2 separate regions of the Mus musculus genome follow, and region 2 is linked to region 1. A link is a contact called in public promoter capture Hi-C data. All regions are on one chromosome and are shown on one strand. Each heading gives the region's core, a stretch centred on a gene start, on an enhancer-like site or on the middle of the called end of the contact. The rest is flanking DNA. Distances are from core to core; before and after follow the strand shown.

What was found. Capture Hi-C pulls out chosen DNA fragments and counts their contacts.
Region 2: a contact with region 1 is called in a promoter capture Hi-C map of adipose tissue. The contact joins two enhancer-like sites. A contact is called at or near these places in 6 of 39 promoter capture datasets (3T3-L1-derived adipocytes, cranial neural crest, liver and 3 more), 1 of 15 datasets of contacts at CTCF or cohesin (the NIH/3T3 cell line), 2 of 484 Hi-C or Micro-C datasets (the G1E-ER4 cell line and embryonic stem cells), 10 of 115 datasets of contacts at active chromatin or transcription factors (the 230-238 cell line, the SCID.adh cell line, effector CD8 T cells and 5 more) and 2 of 9 other capture datasets (adipose tissue and liver).

Annotation. Positions count from the first base shown.
Region 1 is chr2:167,484,578-167,487,186 of GRCm38.p6, reverse strand. It overlaps Spata2 (spermatogenesis associated 2), which reads left to right. Exons shown (of 3, transcript NM_170756.2): 2 at 1,594-2,029; 3 at 2,608-2,609. The coding sequence starts at 1,712. Among named protein-coding and RNA genes, the nearest start is that of Spata2, 7.0 kb to the left of the region's middle. Within about 2 kb of position 1,281, at least 111 of the 459 cell types and tissues checked have an H3K27ac peak or open chromatin away from gene starts, as enhancers often do. A contact at or near this core is called in adipose tissue, where this site is marked.
Region 2 is chr2:167,670,679-167,673,287 of GRCm38.p6, reverse strand. No RefSeq gene overlaps it. Among named protein-coding and RNA genes, the nearest start is that of Gm14320, 7.4 kb to the right of the region's middle. Within about 2 kb of position 1,302, at least 59 of the 459 cell types and tissues checked have an H3K27ac peak or open chromatin away from gene starts, as enhancers often do. A contact at or near this core is called in adipose tissue, where this site is marked.

The DNA.
Region 1 (2,609 bases), core at 32-2,531:
CTGTGTACCCTCACAGGCAGTGGGTGAAAGGAAGGGGACTTTCTGGTTCTGTTTGTTTGTTCTGCAGTGGACTACAGGCCATTTTGCCTTACCTCCTGAGTACTGGAACACACAGAGTACTGCCATGCCCAGCATGGGCCCCCAGTTTTGCTCACTTTCACCCACTGTTAATGCTGCCACTCATGTCCCCAAACTGGAGATGCTGAGCTGTGGCTTCCTGAGGCCAGGGTGGTTCTGTGGGCTGTGGGATTGTTGCCAGAGCCCAGATAATACTAGAGGACCCCACAGGCCATACCAAGCCCCCAAGGAGAGCCCAGGCCCCTAACCTCTTCAGTCTTAGTGGTGCTGATGACGGGAAGCCCCGCCTGAGTGAGGTGTGGAGGCTGGCTTAGAGTAGGATGCTCACCACCCACACACTGGGGCTCTGGCCAGGAAAGCAGCAGGTGCAGGTCACGCCCACTCTACCTGAAGGTGGACGGAGCCTTCTTGAGAAAGCCTGGTGTCTTGAGGGTGGATACCTTGCCAAGGCAGAAGAGGCTGTCAGTGCTTTCCTTACTTAGCCACAGTGTGCAGAGCTGTGTGTGCTGATCTGGATTCATGAGAAAAGAGCCAAAGGGTTGAGGGTGCTGCTGTGCCCTCTTGAGCCTGGTTTGTCTGCAGTGTGTGGCACTGACAGTTGCTGTCTTTCCCCGAGGTCCCCTGTGAGCTGCTGGGCTGTGTGCTTCTTCTCGCAGCTGGCTGCGGCCCCCTCTAAGGTAAAGGGGACAGTAGTGGCCTGGTCTCTCTAGTCCCTATCTAGATCCTTGAATTAAACTCTCCAGTGGTTTATGTGGACTTCCCCAGAAGCCCTGGCTCTGTGTTGTGCTGGGAGCTGGACCCAGGGTCCTTCTCACCAAGCAGTGCAGTCCCATCGTCCCCAAGGAGTAGTGGGTGTGTCCTCTGAGTAGCTGTGGGTCAGGCCCCTGCACCAGCAATCCCTCTGTGTGCCCTGATCATTAGCAGCAAACCTCCTTTCTGTTGGTGCCAAGCTCCTTCCTTCTCCAGGAAAACAGGGTGTGGTGGGCTTGGCCTGGACTCTGGAGCCTTTCTGGGCTCTGACCTTATCTCCACCTTGAGAGATCTGGGACCCTGGGTGCTTCTCTTGATGACTGGCTGATTTCAGGGGCCATGGTAACTGCTGTGCCCACTTGCTCAGGAGCAAGGGGTTAGTACTGGCACATGCTCTGTAGTGCCAGCTCAGCACCTCTCTGCCGCCACCTCTGGCATCACACCCTGGGCCTGGCAGTGCTTCAGGTTTAAGTGTGCCTTGGGGTTTTCCCAGACTCCTCCTCCTGTCACACCAAGGCCAAGTGTGCACCGGCTCGCTCCCCGAACCTTGCCTTTGGGGGCATTAGTCACTCCTGTGAGCTGGTGAGCAGCAGCGCCTGGCCCATCTGTGTTCTGTGTCAGTGAGGTGGAAGAGCACATGGGGGCCATCTGGGCTCAAGAGCCAGCTTACTCTAGGCCAGCTCTTGGCTTTGCTGTCCTTGGCATTCTGAAGCTGGGATAGGCACCAGTCAGAAGGGTAATGGTTTCTTGTTCCCCCCTTTTCAGAGCATGCGCTGGTCCATGGGCACCAGGCCAGTTCTTCATGTGATGTGCCAGCCTCCAGTTCCAGAGCCATGGGGGAGATGAGGTAGCCCTTGGGTTTGATTTGGGGAAGCCCAGTTCAATGGATACGAAGTACAAGGATGACTTATTCCGGAAGTACGTGCAGTTCCATGAGGGCAAAGTGGACACCACCCCCGGCAACCAGCAGCCTGGCAGCGATGAGTACCTGCGCGTGGCAGCTGCCACCCTGCTCAGCCTGCACAAGGTGGACCCTTTATATCGATTTCGGCTGATCCAGTTTTATGAGGTGGTGGAGAGCTCCCTCCGCTCGCTGAGCAGCTCCAGCCTGAGTGCTCTGCACTGCGCCTTCAGCATGCTGGAGACAATGGCCATCAACCTCTTCCTGTTCCCCTGGAAGAAGGAGTTCCGCAGCATCAAGGTGAGGTGGGGTGGCCGCCTCTGCCTGCTGCTCCCTCCCGCGTGCACGTGCCCCTGTTCTCAGCCCATGGGCTCCAGGCAGCTGGGAGCTGGTGTGGACCAGAGTCCCAGTTGAGGGGTGGGTAGGTGTGTGTTGGCTGGGGCTTGAGAGAAGATTCTCTGCACTTTCCCTAGCAGGGCCAGGGGCTGGAATCCTGGCATGTGCATTTGTTTGTTTATTGTCGTGCTAGGGATTAAACCTGTAGTGCACGCTCTGTCCCTGAGCTACATCCCAGCCTTGGGTGTTCCTGAAACTGTGACAGAAGGCTCAAAATGGACATCCTGGGGCTTAGTATCTCTCTCTGTAATTCCACCCCTGTGCTTCTCCTGTGGTACAGAGCCTTCACATAGTCAGAAACCATGGTCTCCTGGCCTCCCGGGCCACGTGTACTCCTTGCTCGGTGGTGTGCATTTAGTGTGCTCTTGCCTGTGGTCTCCAGGCAGGAGCTCGCCATCCCTCCCTGCGGTCGCGCTCTGCATCTGGTTTGAACAGGCTTCTCTATAGCATGCCTTTTTTTTCTCTGCCCACTTTCTCCCTAGAC
Region 2 (2,609 bases), core at 53-2,552, 190 kb before region 1:
ATTATTGTGGTAGTGGTAGTTGACAGGGTCTCATGGAGTCCAGACAACACCAACTTCTTTACCAGCCAAGGATGACCTTGAACTCGTGATCTGGCCTCCACCTCTCCCTTGCTGGGATGGCAGATGAGCATTATCTGATTTTTGCAGTTGTGGGATGGAACCCAGGACTAGGGCTCTACTACCTGAGCCACATCCCTATATCACCACAAAAAAACCAGACATTAGCCGGGCGTGGTGGCGCACGCCTTTAATCCCAGCACTTGGGAGGCAGAGGCAGGCAGATTTCTGAGTTCCAGGACAGCCTGGTCTACAGAGTGAGTTCCAGGACAGCCAGGGCTATACAGAGAAACCCTGTCTCAAAAAACAAAACAAAACAAAACAAAACAAAACAAAACAAAACAAAACAAACAAAAAACCCAACACAGACATTTTGGCACAAGCCTTTAGTCCCAGTACTTGGGAGGCAGAGGCAGAAGGATCTCTGTGAGTTCAAGGACAGACTGGTCTACATGGAGAGTTCCAGGACAGCCTAGAAAAACCAAACTAATAAATTTCAAAGCCCTAGGGGGAAAAAAATAAACAGTTGGTGTTTTCAACAGGAGCTAAGGTGACTCAGCAGAGGCCCCACCCTCCCCAGACCTGGACCTTCCAGGACTGTTCCATTGATAAAAACTGGTACCCAGTCGACTTGACTCTGAGGCTAACGCATCTCTCTCTCCCTCTCTCTCCTCCCCCTCTCCCCGACTGCCAGTTTAGACAGCTGACAGCTGCCCGGGGCTCCCAGGAGACTCTATCTCCAGCTGCTATCACAGCAGAACAGTTGTTTTGTACTGTTCTAAGACCTCGCTTTGCATTTTGGGGGGGGGGGGTGTGCACCAAAGCTGTATTGCTGCATCACCAGGCGCTGGAGGATGACTTTCTCTACGAAGATATTACAGTGCTGGATGACCCGTGGACTCGAGAATGGGAGGGGCATGTTTGGGGACGCGCTCGGGAACATACTGTCCCGTTTCCTCCCCCCTCCCTTCTCCCATCTTTCCTCATTATTGTGGGGGATGGGTAAGAGTGTGGGGGATGGGTAAGAGTGTGGGGGATGGGTAAGAGTGTGGGGGATGGGTAAGAGTGTGGGGGATGGGTAAGAGTGTGGGGGGTGGGTAAGAGTGTGGGGGATGGGTAAGAGTGTGGGGGGTGGGTAAGAGTGTGGGGCCAGAGGATGAGCTTGTGAGTCTGCTCTTCCCACTGTGGGTTCAGTCAACGCAATTAGAATAGGGAGTGACTAGAACTTGGTGCCAAGGTCCAATTTCATGGAGAATTGTCAATGACATTCAGTGACAGTGAGCCCTGGGTCCCTAAGAAACAATCTACAGAGCACGAGATGGCATCGGACGGACACTCGCCAGCCCAAACACTAAGAGAGTTAAGGGCCACATGGACCGGCTGGGCATGGTGGCACAGGCCTGTTATCCCTGTACAGGGAAGGCTGAGGCAGGAGGATTGCCACAAGGTTGGGGTGGCACAAGGGAAACAGAACCTTTGAGATGGCTCAGTGGTAAAAGGGGTTTGCTGCCAAGCCTCAGAACCTATGTTTGACCCCTCGAGCCTCCCCAGGTGCAGGCCAATGTGGCGGGATGAGAGAGCCAACTCAATTCCCAAGAGCCCACCAGTTCTAGGCAACTTGTCTCAAACCTACACACAAAGAATTTTAAGAAAACCTTAAAGGAGGCGAAAAGAAAGGAAAGGCAATTATGCTGGTCACTGTGGCTCCAGCAGCCACACCCTCCTCCAGCAGCTGAGTGCCTCTGGGCTGAAAGTGTCAGTCCCCAGCTCCCTGGACAACCCATGGGTCAAAGGCTGTTGGCACTGCCTGCAGCCAAGGAAAGAGGAGGAGCAATTCCTGGAAGCTCCTGGTCTGTTTGATTTACCTGGGTCAACAAAAGGAGGAAATGAGTCTGTGAGACTTCTGGCTCAAAGGCTGCTAAGCAGATCAGTAACAGGTCCAGACCTGGGATTAGAGGCCATGTATTATAGAACTAGACCCGAGAACCTTGGACATCCGAGCTCTACCCCGGCTTCAAGGATTGTCTATGGGAATAGGAGGATGCCCAGTGCTGGGCCCACAGGCGTGTGTCTCCTGGCAGGGGTCACCTGGTCTCTGTGGTACCTGGGACCAAACCCAGCACTTAGTACAGATTAGGCAAGGCCTCTACCCCCAGTCCTGTGCTAGCAGGTCCTGTTGAGACCAGCCTCCTTCATATCCCAGGATCCTGAAGTCCACTGTGGTTGAACCTCCTAAAGTCACCTGATCACCTCTGAGCCATTCTCTGTGCCCTCAGGAACCAGAGGAGGATGTTGCTTAGCTTATACTAAGGGAAGGTCAATCCCATGCTAACTAAGGGAAGGTCAATCCCATGCTAACTAATCATAGACTTCAGAGGAGCAAGAACGGTGCTGCTTAACTTCAGGGAACCCTGATTTCCACACAGAAGGATGTCTGAGGCAGGGTTTCTATTGCTGTGAAAAACACCATGACCAAAAGCAGGCAGCAAGAAGGGCTGATTCCAGCTTACAACTCTCAGGTCACTGAGGGAAGCCAGTGATGGCAGGAACCA